Regions from separate parts of the Mus musculus genome. Here all the other regions are linked to region 1. The links are chromatin contacts, called in public ChIA-PET, HiChIP or PLAC-seq and promoter capture Hi-C maps. All regions are on one chromosome and are shown on one strand. Each heading gives the region's core, a stretch centred on a gene start, on an enhancer-like site or on the middle of the called end of the contact. The rest is flanking DNA. Distances are from core to core; before and after follow the strand shown. Region 1 holds the start of Stambp (STAM binding protein). Region 2 holds the start of Mob1a (MOB kinase activator 1A). Region 3 holds the start of Nagk (N-acetylglucosamine kinase). Region 4 holds the start of Tex261 (testis expressed gene 261). Region 5 overlaps Tet3 (tet methylcytosine dioxygenase 3).

Evidence for each region. ChIA-PET counts read pairs in DNA pulled down with a chosen protein or histone mark. HiChIP or PLAC-seq counts read pairs in DNA pulled down with a chosen protein or histone mark. Capture Hi-C pulls out chosen DNA fragments and counts their contacts.
Region 2: a contact with region 1 is called in an RNA polymerase II ChIA-PET map of memory CD8 T cells, with 277 read pairs. The contact joins the promoter of Mob1a here to the promoter of Stambp in region 1. A contact is called at or near these places in 12 of 39 promoter capture datasets (the C10 cell line, the HPC-7 cell line, cranial neural crest and 8 more), 2 of 484 Hi-C or Micro-C datasets (B cells and bone marrow-derived macrophages), 26 of 115 datasets of contacts at active chromatin or transcription factors (the 230-238 cell line, T-cell acute lymphoblastic leukemia, astrocytes and 18 more) and 4 of 9 other capture datasets (adipose tissue, liver, macrophages and 1 more).
Region 3: an RNA polymerase II ChIA-PET map of memory CD8 T cells shows a contact between it and region 1, with 19 read pairs. The contact joins the promoter of Nagk here to the promoter of Stambp in region 1. A contact is called at or near these places in 3 of 39 promoter capture datasets (erythroid cells, hippocampal neurons and liver), 4 of 484 Hi-C or Micro-C datasets (CD4 T cells, the N1E-115 cell line, nephron progenitors and 1 more), 1 of 115 datasets of contacts at active chromatin or transcription factors (memory CD8 T cells) and 2 of 9 other capture datasets (adipose tissue and pancreatic islet).
Region 4: a promoter capture Hi-C map of adipose tissue shows a contact between it and region 1. The contact joins the promoter of Tex261 here to the promoter of Stambp in region 1. A contact is called at or near these places in 1 of 39 promoter capture datasets (erythroid cells), 7 of 484 Hi-C or Micro-C datasets (B cells, CD4 T cells, the N1E-115 cell line and 2 more), 3 of 115 datasets of contacts at active chromatin or transcription factors (embryonic stem cells, extraembryonic endoderm stem cells and memory CD8 T cells) and 3 of 9 other capture datasets (adipose tissue, embryonic stem cells and pancreatic islet).
Region 5: a contact with region 1 is called in an H3K27ac HiChIP or PLAC-seq map of the HPC-7 cell line, with 8 times the contacts expected there. The contact joins the enhancer-like site here to the promoter of Stambp in region 1. A contact is called at or near these places in 3 of 39 promoter capture datasets (embryonic stem cells, liver and stem cell-derived epiblast-like cells), 3 of 484 Hi-C or Micro-C datasets (CD4 T cells, bone marrow-derived macrophages and gonadal supporting cells), 7 of 115 datasets of contacts at active chromatin or transcription factors (the HPC-7 cell line, bone marrow-derived macrophages, embryonic forebrain and 4 more) and 2 of 9 other capture datasets (adipose tissue and liver).

The regions. Positions count from the first base shown.
Region 1 is chr6:83,571,171-83,573,802 of GRCm38.p6, reverse strand. Stambp (STAM binding protein) reads left to right here and starts at 1,299. Exons shown (of 10, transcript NM_024239.2): 1 at 1,299-1,392. The region is part of intron 1 of Gm21284 (predicted gene, 21284); the gene reads right to left.
Region 2 is chr6:83,324,698-83,327,329 of GRCm38.p6, reverse strand. It overlaps Mob1a (MOB kinase activator 1A), which reads right to left and starts at 1,291. Exons shown (of 6, transcript NM_145571.2): 1 at 1,063-1,291. The coding sequence starts at 1,076. It also overlaps a transcript of Mthfd2 not described here.
Region 3 is chr6:83,793,725-83,796,356 of GRCm38.p6, reverse strand. Nagk (N-acetylglucosamine kinase) reads right to left here and starts at 1,300. Exons shown (of 10, transcript NM_019542.2): 1 at 1,075-1,300. The coding sequence starts at 1,103. It also overlaps the pseudogene LOC665004.
Region 4 is chr6:83,774,470-83,777,101 of GRCm38.p6, reverse strand. Tex261 (testis expressed gene 261) reads left to right here and starts at 1,290. Exons shown (of 6, transcript NM_009357.2): 1 at 1,290-1,448; 2 at 2,005-2,084. The coding sequence starts at 1,379. It overlaps Gm52907 (predicted gene, 52907), which reads right to left and starts at 1,167. Exons shown (of 2, transcript NR_168047.1): 1 at 876-1,167.
Region 5 is chr6:83,380,604-83,383,235 of GRCm38.p6, reverse strand. The region is part of intron 5 of Tet3 (tet methylcytosine dioxygenase 3); the gene reads left to right. Among named protein-coding and RNA genes, the nearest start is that of Mir6374, 19 kb to the left of the region's middle. Within about 2 kb of position 1,330, at least 114 of the 459 cell types and tissues checked have an H3K27ac peak or open chromatin away from gene starts, as enhancers often do. A contact at or near this core is called in the HPC-7 cell line, adipose tissue, bone marrow-derived macrophages and 1 more, where this site is marked.

The sequences.
Region 1 (2,632 bases), core at 50-2,549:
CCAGGGCTGCTAACCTTAGTTCAGTTCCCAGAACTTAACCATAGGGTAATAAAGAAACTGTCCCACAAGGTGTCCCTCTGACAATTACCGTTCCATGCTCACTTGCACACATCCTCACCGTGTGTCTTAGTCAGGGTTTCTATTCCTGCACAAACATCATGACCAAGAAGCAAGTTGGGGAGGAAAGGGTTTATTCGGCTTACACTTCCATCCTGCTGTTCATGACCAAAGGAAGTCAGGACTGGAACTCAAGCAGGTCAGGGAGCAGGAGCTGATGCAGAGGCCATGGAGGGATGTTCTTTACTGGCTTGCCTCACCTGGCTTGCTCAGCCTGCTTTCTTATAGAACCAAGACTACCAGCCCTGAGATGGTCCCACCCACAAGGGGCCTTTCCCCCTTGATCACTAATTGAGAAAATGCCTTACAATTGCATCTCATGGAGGCATTTCCTCAACTGAAGCTCCTTTCTCTGTGATAACTCCAGCTGTGTCAAGTTGACACAAAACTAGCCAGTACACCGTGCAAACACACACACACACACACACACACACACACACACACACGATAAAAATTAATGTAAGTTTAAAAAACAAAAACAGGACCGACTGGCAGAGGGTGGCTATGTAGATAGGTAGTCCATGATGCTTTGTTTGAACCGGCGATGTCAGCTCTGCTGTGAATGACAAGCTAGATAGCGATCCCCCTTGAAATATTAATTCGCTATTATTCCGATGGAGGAGCCATTGGCAGGAAACTCCTGCTTCAGAATGGGACCCTTGGAGGCTCTCAGAGACTGAACCACCAACTAAAGAGCATAAGCAGGCTGGATTTAGGCCCCCCACACATATGTAGCAAATGTGCAGCTTGGTCTTCATGTGGGTCCCCCAACAACTGGAGTGGGGGCTGTCTCTAAAGCTGTTCCCTGTCTGTGGGTCCCGTTCGCATAACTGGGCTGCCTTCTCCGGCCTCAGCGGGAGAGGGGAGAGGATGAGCCTAGCGTTGCAAAGACTTGATGTGCAACAGTCAGGGGGAGTGGGATATCCAGAGGGAGGAAGGGAGGGATTGTGCGTCGCGGGGGGGGGGGGCGGGGAGAGCGGGGAGTGCAACGGTAGGGATGTGAAGTGAATAAAAAGATAAATTAATGGGGGGAAAAGCATACTGGTTTCTGCTGCAGTCCCCTCTTTCACTAGGTTCCCTTTCCTTCCTGGTTCGTTTTCTTTACCAAAAGGAGCGCTGCAGCGCTCCCTCTCATTGGTGGAAGATTCCAGCCCCACCCACCAGTTCTCCACACCAGGTCCTAAATCCGTGGAGCGTAATTGAAGGAGTGGCGAGAGTGGGCGTGTCATCGGAGGTGACGTTTCCGGAAGCTCTGACTGTCATCCTTCACGAAAGGTGGGAAGGGTCCCGGGAATGCAGCGGGACTGGGGATCCTGGCGCGGTGGGACCCCGCGGGGAGAGGCCGTGAGTGTGGGGTCCGTGTCCCTGGCCCAGGCCGGCCGCGCGCGAGCTCTGGGATGGCCCTGTCTTCAGGGCTGGCTTCAGACCAGCCAGGCCTGGTCTCAACACTCCTTGCATTTTCGAGAAACCTGACTGAGTGCCTTGCATTTTTGGAGAAACCTGACTGAGTGCCTTCTAGATGGGCGCTGCCAGCAGTTACTGCTGGATCCCTCTCCCGATACACACGCTCTGCAGGGTTGCTGAACCCCATGTTGTCCCGAGCCACTCGATGGCTTCTGGAGGATGGTCCTTTCTTTACCCACAAGTGCCTCTCTCGAGAGGTGCCCAGATGGCCAGCATCCCATTCCAATGAGCTCTTCTGGGCTGTGCCCAGTTCGGCGGTTAGGGACGTGGGCAGATTTACACTCTCAAGAGGATGTGTTTTACACTCGCAATGTCCCCACACTCCTAGCAGCCCTCGGCTTTTGCTAGAAAAGGGAGTTTAGTGGGGAAACTTCGTGGACAAAATGCCACCGCAAAGTTAGGGCAAGCTAAAGCAGAACTGGCCTAGAGAAAACAACCTCTGAGGACAGGTGAGTAGAACTGAGATATAGCTGAATGCACAACACTGTAATCTGCGTCTCCCCGGGCAGATGGGAATCCTGACCGAGGAATAAGATGGGAAAAACAAGACTGCTCAGACCCAAGATGAGTGTATTCTAGAACAGGCTGGCTAGGGTGTGCTGTTATCCAGTGCACACCGACAACCCCGTTCCACTCAGGATTATGTGCAACGATGGTGCCAGGGAGCCCAGAAGCAACATCTAGAAAGAATGTAAATTCCTACAGTTTGGGTACCAATGAGTAGGAACTCCTAGAGTGTTCCACCCCAACCTAGGTGCTGTCACTTTGCCGTTTACACCCTGCTTGGCTTGTGGGGACAAGCACGGATTGATGCTTCCAAGCATGAACTACCTGGCCCTGAAAGTGGTGAATGGGATGGGCTGAAGTGAAGGGTGGTTTAGTGAGCAGCGTCAGGAATATTCACCCTAGAAAGGAGCCCCGCATTAACCTTGTGTTCAAAACTGAGGAAGCGTATCCCGGTAAATACCATTTCATCTCTGGTGGAATGAAATGGTCGACATGAATTATCCAGGCCGTGTTCATGAGGATTCACTGAACACACTCTGCCAGG
Region 2 (2,632 bases), core at 42-2,541, 250 kb after region 1:
TAACATTGCTGGTCATTGGGAGAATGTAAATCAATAAATTCCACTTCACCCTCAGATCTATCAGTGGTAATTACCAGGCAGGTGTGAACTGAAGAATTCTGAAAACTCAATACAATGAGAATGGGATGTTAAATGCAGTGCAGGCTTTAGAAGGCTTGGCAGTGCCTCAAAGGCTAACATGCAAAAACCTCACTAAGACCCAGGAGATACCATCACACACACATACCCAAAAACCTATAACCAGCTGCTCACAGCAGCGTTATTCAGAATAGCCAAAGAGTGGGAAAAACTGTCCATCGGTTTAAGTTATAAATAAAAACTTCCATTTACCTCACCTGGCTGAAGAGCTATGGACAGTCCACAAGAAGAGTCAGGTTTTTCAGGGACAAGCTCAAATAGACTCATAATGAAATAGTCAGCTCTACACCCAAGTACATACAGACGACACTAACTGGATCCATTACGTATGTATGTTGTATAGACGTAATATAGAATATAGATAAGAGAACATGAATTTGAATGGGAGATGAGAGGGCACTGGAGGAGTTAGAAATGAAAATACGCATCTATTAAGTTCTCAAAAAAAATAAAAACCTTAAAAAAAATTCACATGTGGGCCGAGATGAAAGCACCCACCTTTAATCCCAACATCTAAGAGGGCTCGAGGCCAGCCTGGGCTACATAGCAAGACCATTTCTCAAAACAAAACCCCCACATTTAAAGGAGGCCTGTCCTAGTGGCCGAGGCTGTATCCTGGCTCCTTGGGAAAGCAGAGGCAGGAGGAGTCCAGGTTCAAGCCCCGCCTGGGCTAAGAGAAAAGTCACATTGGAAGGAGCAATGCCCTCTTCCCAAATGCAAACCTGTGGGAAGCCACTGAGAACCTGCGCCTTTCTTTCTCAGCCTGGTCTGGTCACCGAGGCACTGCACATTTTCCTGCGCTAGCCGATCCCGGGGCGGCAGGCCCGGAGCAGCCCTAGGTCGGGCTCCGCCCTCCGCTTGGCCCCTCGGCCCGGCCCTGCCGACCGACACCCGCCCCGCCCCGGCCCGGCCCGGCCCACTCACAAGAGGAAGCTCATCCTCGCTAGCCCGAGGGGCCGTGGCCCCCGCCCCGTCAGACTCGGCGCCGCCGCGGGCACCGGGAGGCAGAGGACGGTCCGCGGCTCTACAGGGCTGCCGAAGCTTCACGGCCCGGGTTTGGTACCGAGTTCCAGCCGCCGCGACCAAGCACCGACCGCGGGCTCCTCCGCGCTGCCTCCCACAGCTCCGCGAGCCAAAATGCGGAACCAAGAGGATCTCGCGAGACCGGGCTTCTTCCCGTCCCGCTGAGCTTCACCCTGCCCCTTCCTGAGCTCAGCCAATCAGTATTCTGTGGGCACGGGAGGGAAATGGGGCCAACTAGGCGCCGCTGTCAACTGTTCCGTGGCCGAGGGACGTCTGCCAGCGCTACTTGGTGACTGTTTCGCTATTTAGAAAAACTTGATGTCTTCTCCTAAAGGAATGCTATTCTGGCCACCTCGCCTGTTGATGGACACCTGGGAGGTTTCTACACACACACTGTAACGCTGCTATGAATGTCCATGTGCATGTTCCGTGTGGGAGGATATGTTGACACCAGGTGACACTATGGTAGAATGAAGAAAAGAGGGGGGAGAAAAAAAACCTGTGGAAATAAATGAAACTGCAGATGCGCAGTGGCAAAGATCCAGTATTTTGCCGGTGGTTTAAAACCATTTGAATGCCACCTGTCACATTAATGTCATCAATTTTATTTTATCAACTTTTGGGTTCCTGTTTGTTTGCGTGTTGTTCCTTGGTTGAGACAGGATCTCAGGTGTTCCAGGCTGCCCAGGCTGGTTTAAAGTTTACTATGTCGCCAAGGATGACCCTGACCTCCTGACCGTCCTGCGTCTGCTTCCCAGGTGCGGGAATTACAGGCTTGAGCTACCACCTGCCTCCTTCTATTAACTTTTTAAACCACCTTTTATACATTTGTATTTATTAGTGTGGTATGTAGTAGTAGCTGGTTCTCCTTTTCTACCTTGATGGGGGGGGGGGCAGCCTAGGTTATCAGGATTATTCAGTAAGCTTTTTCTTTTCTTTCTTTCCTTTTTTTCACTAACTTCTGTAAATTTGTATGTGATTTAGAGTATGTGCCTTGATATATTTTTTGAATCTTTTGTTTGTTTGTTTTTGGTTTTGTTTTTTGTTGGTTTTTTTTGTTTGTTTGTTTTCCTGGTTTTTTGAGACAGGGTCTCTATGTAGTCCTGCTGTCCTGGAACTTGTTTTGTAGATCAGGCTGGCCTCGAACTAACAGATATCTTCCTGCCTCTGCCTCTTGTCCTTTTATTTGTTTATTTTTTTCATAAGTATATTTTTAAATAACATATTATTAAGGTTTGAGTCTGTGTCCTTATGTTTATATCAAGTCAGGACAAGCATGATGATACACAGCTTCTTTAATCCCAGCACTGGGAGGTAGAGGCAGATGGGTCTTTGTGAGTTCATGGCCAGCTTGGTCTGCATAGCATGTTCTAGGACAGCCATGACTACATAGAAAGACTCTCAAAAATTATATGTGTGTGTGTATGTATGTGTGTGTATGTATATATATATATATATGTATATGTGTGTA
Region 3 (2,632 bases), core at 51-2,550, 220 kb before region 1:
CCTGGGGTAAGTGGTACTTTAGAAGAAGGGTGATACGTGTAGGAGGATGTCCTACTGACCAATACTTTTTGTTGTTGTTGTTTTGTTTTGTTTTGTTTTTTTGTTTTTCAAGACAGGGTTTTTCTGTGTAGCCCTGGCTGTCCTGGAACTCACTGTGTAGACCAGGCTGTCCTCGAACTCAGAAATCTGCCTGCCTCTGCCTCCCAAGTGCTGGGATTAAAGGCGTGCGCCACCACCGCCCGGCTCTGACCAATACTTCTTGTAATAGACAATAAAGACTCGATCCAACTCAAAGAGTAGTACATCAAGAGTACATCCGAAGGGATATTAATGCATGAGACAGTAGATTAAAAATCCAAATTAATTTCTTGACAAACTGGGAAAAATAAGTTCTACCTTCCATATGAATATAACAAGGCTAAGTGCAAACTCCTACGCTGTGCTGAGGGTTTTTCCTTGTAAGGTATCATAAATAAAGCCAGGGGTCATCCGCTTTCGCAATTCACGGGAAGAGACTTCCGGGTAAATCAGCAGCAAGCAGCTAGGATACCAAATCTTCCTATCAGGTCCTGATTTGACACACCCAGTTCCACAAAATGCTTGTCACGCGCAGGGGACCGGATAAACCACCATCTTGCTCACTCTTGTCCTTGCCTTACGTCTCACCCAAAGCCATGCTTAGTAGAGCTACTTCCCAAAGTCAAGCAGACCAGCTTCTAAGCAGGAGAATATAGGAACCAAGGGCGTTCGGGGCCGACAGCAGTGGAGGGTCCGGAGCACCAAGATAAGACAGTGCTCTGGTGACAGCTGCTTAACTCCCGGGTTCCCTTGTGCATGAATCTCAGTCTCAGCTTCTGCCTCTTTCCCACGTCCACCCGCGACCGGCAACTTCCCACCTGACCCCCCAGCTCTGCACAACTCTCCAGGTTGACACAAGAGCCCTGTGGCAGAAAGGTGATGGCCGGGAGGGGCGTGGTCGCACCGTGGAGCACAAAGGCACCGGGCATGGTGTGGGCCGCCGCCCCCTGACCCGCCGCTCCCGGACGGACAGCCTTCGGCCGATCCAGCGCTCACCCTTCCACGCCACCATAAAGCGCGGCCATACTACCGTTGCCACCGCTGGTCCGCCGTAGCAACCTCGACCCTAGCCGTGACTTCGCTCCCGCCCACACGGGCACCGCCCCTTGTCATGTGACTACGACGCGCTTGCGTAGGGTGTGGATGCTACGTCCTCTCTCGCCCCTGCTGTCGCCTCCCGCAGCTTTCCCCTCCGGTTTTTTCTAGCCCGCCGTTCAAGTGACTGCTTCGCGAGGAGGCGGCACCCCAGCTGAGGCTCCTGGGAGGGTGTGTGAGGGCTGCCAAGGGCCAGCCGGAAGTAGCTGGCAGACGCGCGCTAACTGTGGGGTGCGCACGCGCAGACGCTTTTGGAGGCAAGCTCAGAGTCTGGCGGATGTGTCTGAGGACCAGGGCGGGAGCCAACGTCCAGACCACCCCACCCTGGCTCATGAGCGCACACTCTACCTTGTGCTGAGTACGCTGAGCAGGTCTCAGTGAGGCCCCAGGCTGCTGTCAGCTGAGGTTTGTGCGGCGGTGAGGATAGAGCCCAGGGTTTCATGTGTGTCAGGCTAGCGCTCTACAAGTGATCTGAGTCCAACTCTGTTCTTTCTGGACTGTATCTCGTCTGTATAACCCAGACTGGCATGGAATGCAATGCTGGCTCAGCATGCTAAAAACTGGCACTCACAGACCATATTTCACCTTCTGGCCACCACCTGCTCAACTCTAAACTGTGCAGTGGAACTGGAGGAAGAGAGGAAGATACCGTTAGGTCCTGTAGAAGAGTGACTCCTGCGTGTTTCCTCAGGCTCCAGGTTGTTCCAGCCCTACTTAAGAGGCAGCTTCAATAGCCAGGAGGACTGTCTGCTGCTCTTGACATTTCTTTGAGACTTCAGATGGAGTCTCCTTGGGGCTAGCATGTCTCTGTCCAACCTCGGACCTCTGAGCCTGCCTCCTGTGGAGAAATCTTGAACTGGGATCCTCTTTCCCTGTCAGATAATTGGGTCCGGTTGTGTTTTGATGTAAACAGTTGGGAAGGTGGGCACACAGAGCCTCATATATCCCAAACTCACCTCAGACTCTGGCTGAGGATGACCTTAAACTCCTGATTCTCCTGCCCCACCTCCCAAGTGCTAGGATGTTTTGGTGTAGGCTTGCTTTCTAAGGTTCCAGAGTGAATGAATTCTTTACCTCCTTTCTTACCTATGTGACTCAGTAAAGCACCAAATAATTCAAGAATAGAAATAACATTATTGCCTGATAGAGAAACTAGAGGGAAGTGAGACATTACCATTCACAGTACTTCAGAGCTGGAAAATGCTTCCTCCAACAACATCTTTAGAATCAAAGATAATTCCATAGGATTCTGATTGAATGGAAGTTTTGGCAAGAGTGTGATGTTGTGGGTGAATTCTGATGGAAAAGTTCCCTTTAGCACTGGTGTAATGAGTCTTGGGATCCATTTGTGACAGCGCTGATGTGCTTTTGTTCTGTTGTTTGAATCTTTTTGTAATGAGATTGCAAGTCACCAGGACTGGCCCTACACTCCTGAGGTGTCTGAGGCTGTCCTTGAATC
Region 4 (2,632 bases), core at 41-2,540, 200 kb before region 1:
ATATCTTAACTTGTTAACCAGGATGTCAGCTGCCCACATACCTGTCTCTCTCTGCCAATTAGGAAGTCAGTTCCCAGGGAAGTCTTGGGAACTTAAACTTTACTTGACCCCTACTCAAAATGGAGGGGGGGTCTTATTTTAAATAGTTTCTTATATCTCTTATGTTGGGGTTCATCCCAGGGGCAGCTTATAACAGCAAATCCCATAAAAGCTTATAGTCAGGTGCAGAAAGTATTGTTGGATGGTCACTTCAGACCCAAACTTGCTGTGAGTAACCATGCAAAGCATTTCTATTTAGATTGGTTTCCCAGGGCACAGAACAAAACAGAATACATAACCAATCCTGGCATTAGAAAGTTTCCTAGTAACAGTAGAAACATGAGCAAGTTTCCTTATAATGGCAGGCTGGCCAGGTGACAGTTACCTAGGCCTTAATATTGTACCTAGTCCTTAACATATAATATCTACCATTCCAGCACTCAAAACTACTTAGTGTCACCAAGGCCAGCCTGGAGGCACATAAGGCTGTTTCAAAAAAAGAAAAGATCTTTGCATGATGTTTCTACACCTTTAATCCCAGGATTTGGGATAAAGCAGAGGCAGGCTGGTCTCTGTGAGTTCAAGGTTAGCCTGATTTACATAGCAGGTTGCAGGACTACATAGAGACCCTTAATCAAAACAGACAAAACCAAAACCAAAGTTATATTTTGCCCTAGTACGGAGACTCCACACATCTGAAACCCTACCAATTGAGAGCTGGAGATGGGAGAGTTGACAGTTCAAAGGCCAGCCTGAGCTATGAGACCCTCCCTTTCTGAAAATAACAAACAAAAAGTTTGTTTGAGATAAGAGGCTTGTTGGCACTCTGAGCTTACCTGTGTCAGCCACTAGGTGGTGCTCTCTCAGATGATTACCTGCGGTGTCGCAAGTACAGTCAGTGCTTAGCTGTTGCTTTAGTCCCCACGCAAAAGTGAAGACCTGCATTGCAAAAGACCTCAGCCTAGAGGGAGAGTTAAGGCTGAAGGTGACCATTTAAAGGCACCTGGGATTCCAGATTATGCGGCTTCCTAGTGTGTGACCTGAGAGAAGGGAATCTTCCTCTCCCAGAAAATTAGGATCCAAGGCTGTGCGGAGCAGGCTTGAGCCAGGATTGGTTCCAATCAATCTGGGCTCTGTGTAGGCGCTCCGTACCGGGTGCAGCGCGATTTCGATCCTCCGAGCCGGTTAGCGGCGCTCGCGGGCTTGGCGGGGGCGCAGGGGCCGCGGCGCTCCGCCCTGCTCCTCTCGGCGTCCTCTGGGCGGGGACAGCACGGCGGCGGCCGCTCAGTGTCGCGGGAGCCGGACCGCGCAGGCCCGTCCCGGCGGCCCGGGGGGCGCCATGTGGTTCATGTACGTGCTGAGCTGGCTGTCGCTGTTCATCCAGGTGGCATTCATCACTCTGGCCGTCGGTGAGAGCGCTGACCCGGGCCGCGCGCGCCCCGATGCCCCGAGCCGCCAACCGCTGCTGCTCTTTGCAGCTGGGCGCTGACGACCCCGAGCTGGTCCTACTGGACCTCTGCGGAACCTTCCGGTGGGGATGCTTGGTTCCCGAGACGCATCCTTGCTCTTGGAGCCCTGAGCTCCCTACTCAGCCTGTCCCCTCCAGCTGGGACAGGGGGAAGGCCCCTGTCTGTCTCACCCGGCTGTGTGCTAGTGTACAGCACCCGGCCTGTAAACTAAGTGTTCTGCAGGTGTTGATTGACGAGTGAAGTTTAAGGTTCCCGGAACAGAGGTTAACTTTATGCTGTGCGGTCAAATCCAATATTTCTACAGTTGTCTTGGCAAAGTTCTATCTACTTGTGCAGATGAGAAGGACATCCCAGGGGTGCTTTGGCTTGTTCCCGACTTCCTGGAGTCTGAGGAGGGTTGGTGGGGGACTACAGGATGAGCAGGCTGGTGGGAGTGTCCCTGGCTGATCTCTTCCTGTTTGTCCCCCTCCCTCTGGGACCCCCTTCTCCTACCCAGCGGCTGGACTGTACTACCTTGCAGAGCTGATAGAAGAGTACACGGTGGCCACCAGCCGAATCATCAAATACATGATCTGGGTAAGTGGCCGCTTTTCCCTGGAGTAGTCACCCAGGGCTTGTTTGCCCTACATCAGAAACAGGAAGTGGGGACTGTTTGAGCTGGGGCTGTTTTGGTGCTGAGAACCCAGGATCTGAGGGTGTCCCACTTGCTTCCCTGCCCTGCAGTCTGCACTCCTGGGTCCAGATCACCCCTGGCCCTCCAGCCTCAGGTGGCATAGTTTCACAACCTACTGCCATTCCTTAAGGTGACAGTGCAGATATTTCATTGATAGGTATTCATGGCTTCGCTTTCCTGTGTCTGTCTCACAGTGTCCACGGTCTCTAACACCAGGTCCCCAATCCCAGCCCAGGCTTAGAACTTATAGGGACAATAAGGACAGTTTGTAACGCTTAGTTAGCTATTGCCCTCTCTCCACTCAGTGTCATTTGTCCTAAGGGAGAATGTCCAGCCCTTTCTCTTCCCTCATGGAGGTTTCTTTTCCTGAAGACTTGGTCCCTGTCCCTGTTAGAGAGGCTGTGAGGAAGACTGAGGTGCGGGGGGGGGGGGGGGGGAGGATACCTTTGGA
Region 5 (2,632 bases), core at 81-2,580, 190 kb after region 1:
TTAAAGATAGAAAATAGATTCTAAAATACCCCAGTGTATTTATGGACATCATACCATCCTGGATATCCAGGTCCTGATGCTAATAGATAATTGGAGTCTGTTGTCCAGCTCCAGTCTGTAGATGGCCCACTACCCAGAGCCTTGGCTTCCATCAAGGAAAGGATCCTCTGCAGCCTGGCACTGATGAAGGGCTCTATGAGCGTTAGTGGACTGTTCTCAATAGTGCCCTTGAGCTTATGCTGGTGACATCCAGGTTTAATGCTTCTCAACTTGAAGTAGGAGTCCAAAGCTGCTGAGGACTTATGACAGCACAGTCAGGACGCTGGGCCTCCTCCTGGGTCTTGGTGGGACCTGAGAACCTGCCTACTCTCCTGGCTCCCAAGTAGTGAGACTCTGCCAACAATCCAGGGGCCAACCTTTAAGAACCATAGGCCAGCCAGGCGTGGTGGCGCACGCCTTTAATCCCAGCACTCGCGAGGCAGAGGCAGGCGGATTTCTGAGTTTGAGGCCAGCCTGGTCTACAGAGTGAGTTCCAGGACAGCCAGGGCTACACAGAGAAACCCTGTCTTGAAAAACCAACCAACCAAACAACCAAACAACAACAACAACAACAACAACAAAACGTAGGCCAAGCTGTTCGCTGTCCTCCTTGAAGCAAGCTTCAGCCAGTCTTCGCAGATTCAGAGTAGTTTACACTCTTCATGATAAGCCAGGAAGTAAGGCATGTAAGGAGAAGGAACCAAAGCGGGAATCGATTGTCAAGTTCTTTTCCAAGAGGAAAGGAGGCCAGTGGGATGGCTCAGTGGGTAAAGCCACTTGCTCTCAAGCCTGAGTGTAATCTTAAACCCTCATGGCCAAAGGAGAGCCTGACAGGTTGTCCTCTGACCTTCACGCACACCACGATAGCTCCCTCAAGTGTCTTACATTTTTTGTTTTAAAGGAACAAAAAAAAAAAAAAAAAAAAAGAATCCAGCTGGGTAGGCAACGTAGCCCTTTCTTCTTGGTCTCCAGTACAACCTTTGAGGAGTTTTTCTCACAAGGACAGGGCAATGGGGAAGGAGCTGGTCAGAAAGCCAGCACCAGTGTCCTCAGCTCACCCTCCTGTAGGGAATATGATAGTCCCTCTCTGTGAGTGCTGCGGCAGCCCTGTGCCAGCCTCCAGCTGGGCTCCCTAGATAGACCTAGGTCCCAGGCCTGCCCTTGGGGGCTGTGTCCTGATAAAGCCTGTTGTGCTGAGACCTGTCCAGGCACCAAACAAAAGCTACGCTGTCATGTCAAGCCCTGCTATAGAGGCTTTGAATGGTGTGTGCAAGCACTTCCTATAAGGGACTGGCAGCCCTCGCCTGTTAATGTGGTCAGAAACACTTCCCCTAAGAGCTGAGTGAGATAGACGGCCTAGTTCAGTGTTTGAAAAAAGAAACTCTGTTTCCTTTTCAGTCAGGGAAATGCAACAAGGAAGCTTTTGGGGAAGGGAGTCTAAGTACTGGCAGGATACATGCGGGTAATCCCCACCCCTAGGAGTCTAAGGTCATGAAGACTGTTCCTAAACCAGCCTAGGCTACATGGTGGGACTGTCCTCCAGCAACCTCCTTAAAGAAAGCCATCAGTACAGAGGGGGAAGAGCACCTTGGCCATTGGCTTTTGTCTACAAGAACCTTTGTAATGAAGGGGATTAACCATGCCAGCCTTTGTACCACTGAGCTGCACCCAAGACCAGGGCCCTTGTTGGGTTGATCTGGGGTCTAGTGATTCATGACAGTAGAGCAGATGAGACAAAGTATGAGGTGCCTTCAAACTGCAGACATCTCGATAGCATTATGCCTTACTAAATGGCCTACTTAAATGTCATACTCAAACTGAATCCACTACAGAATACAAGGATATTTTTACTTAACCTTTTAAAAATGCCTGCCCATGTTGGAGCTAGAGAGATGGCTTAGCATAGTGCTTGCCGTGCAAGCATGAGGACCGGAGTTTGGATCTCAGCACCCAGAGAGAGCAAGCCATCAGTTTCGAGAGTGCCTGTAGCTTCAGCTCCGAGAGCTCTGATGCGCTCTCTGGCTTCCATATGCTCAGGTGTGTGCGCTCACACAAGCACAGCATACATGGAACGAATCCATCTTTTTAAAGAATATCATGTTAATTGTTTAAAGAAAGATGCTTTTGTCACCGGTCTCCTTAGATGTTAACATGCATTCGCTAAGTTCATCGATGCCTTGTTAAAGGTCCTAGGTCCTAAAGGGTGATCCTCAGAGGCACTCTTCAAAGAAGCCTGTACCCCATACTGAGAGATAGCTGGATACACTCTTAGTCAAGCCCAGAGTGAGTGAAGATGTGCATAGCCTGTCAGGAGCTCAGTCAGTACAGAGAGAGACGGAGAGTGCATTCCAGATGGCAAGTGACCCTTGTCTGCAAAAGACATTGAAAATCTATTTAAAAGAAGATGGCTTTTATGTTGTTAAGGAGATTCACTGAGTTCCTCCCTCATGCTTGGCATGCCTTGAGTAATACATGTACACTATCAGGCCTGGGAGGTAGAGCTAGCCCTGTGTCCAGTTTACATCTAGGAAGCCTGAGGCCCACATAGACTCAGTAACTTGGCCGCAATGGTGTAGCTAGAGAGTGGCTCTCT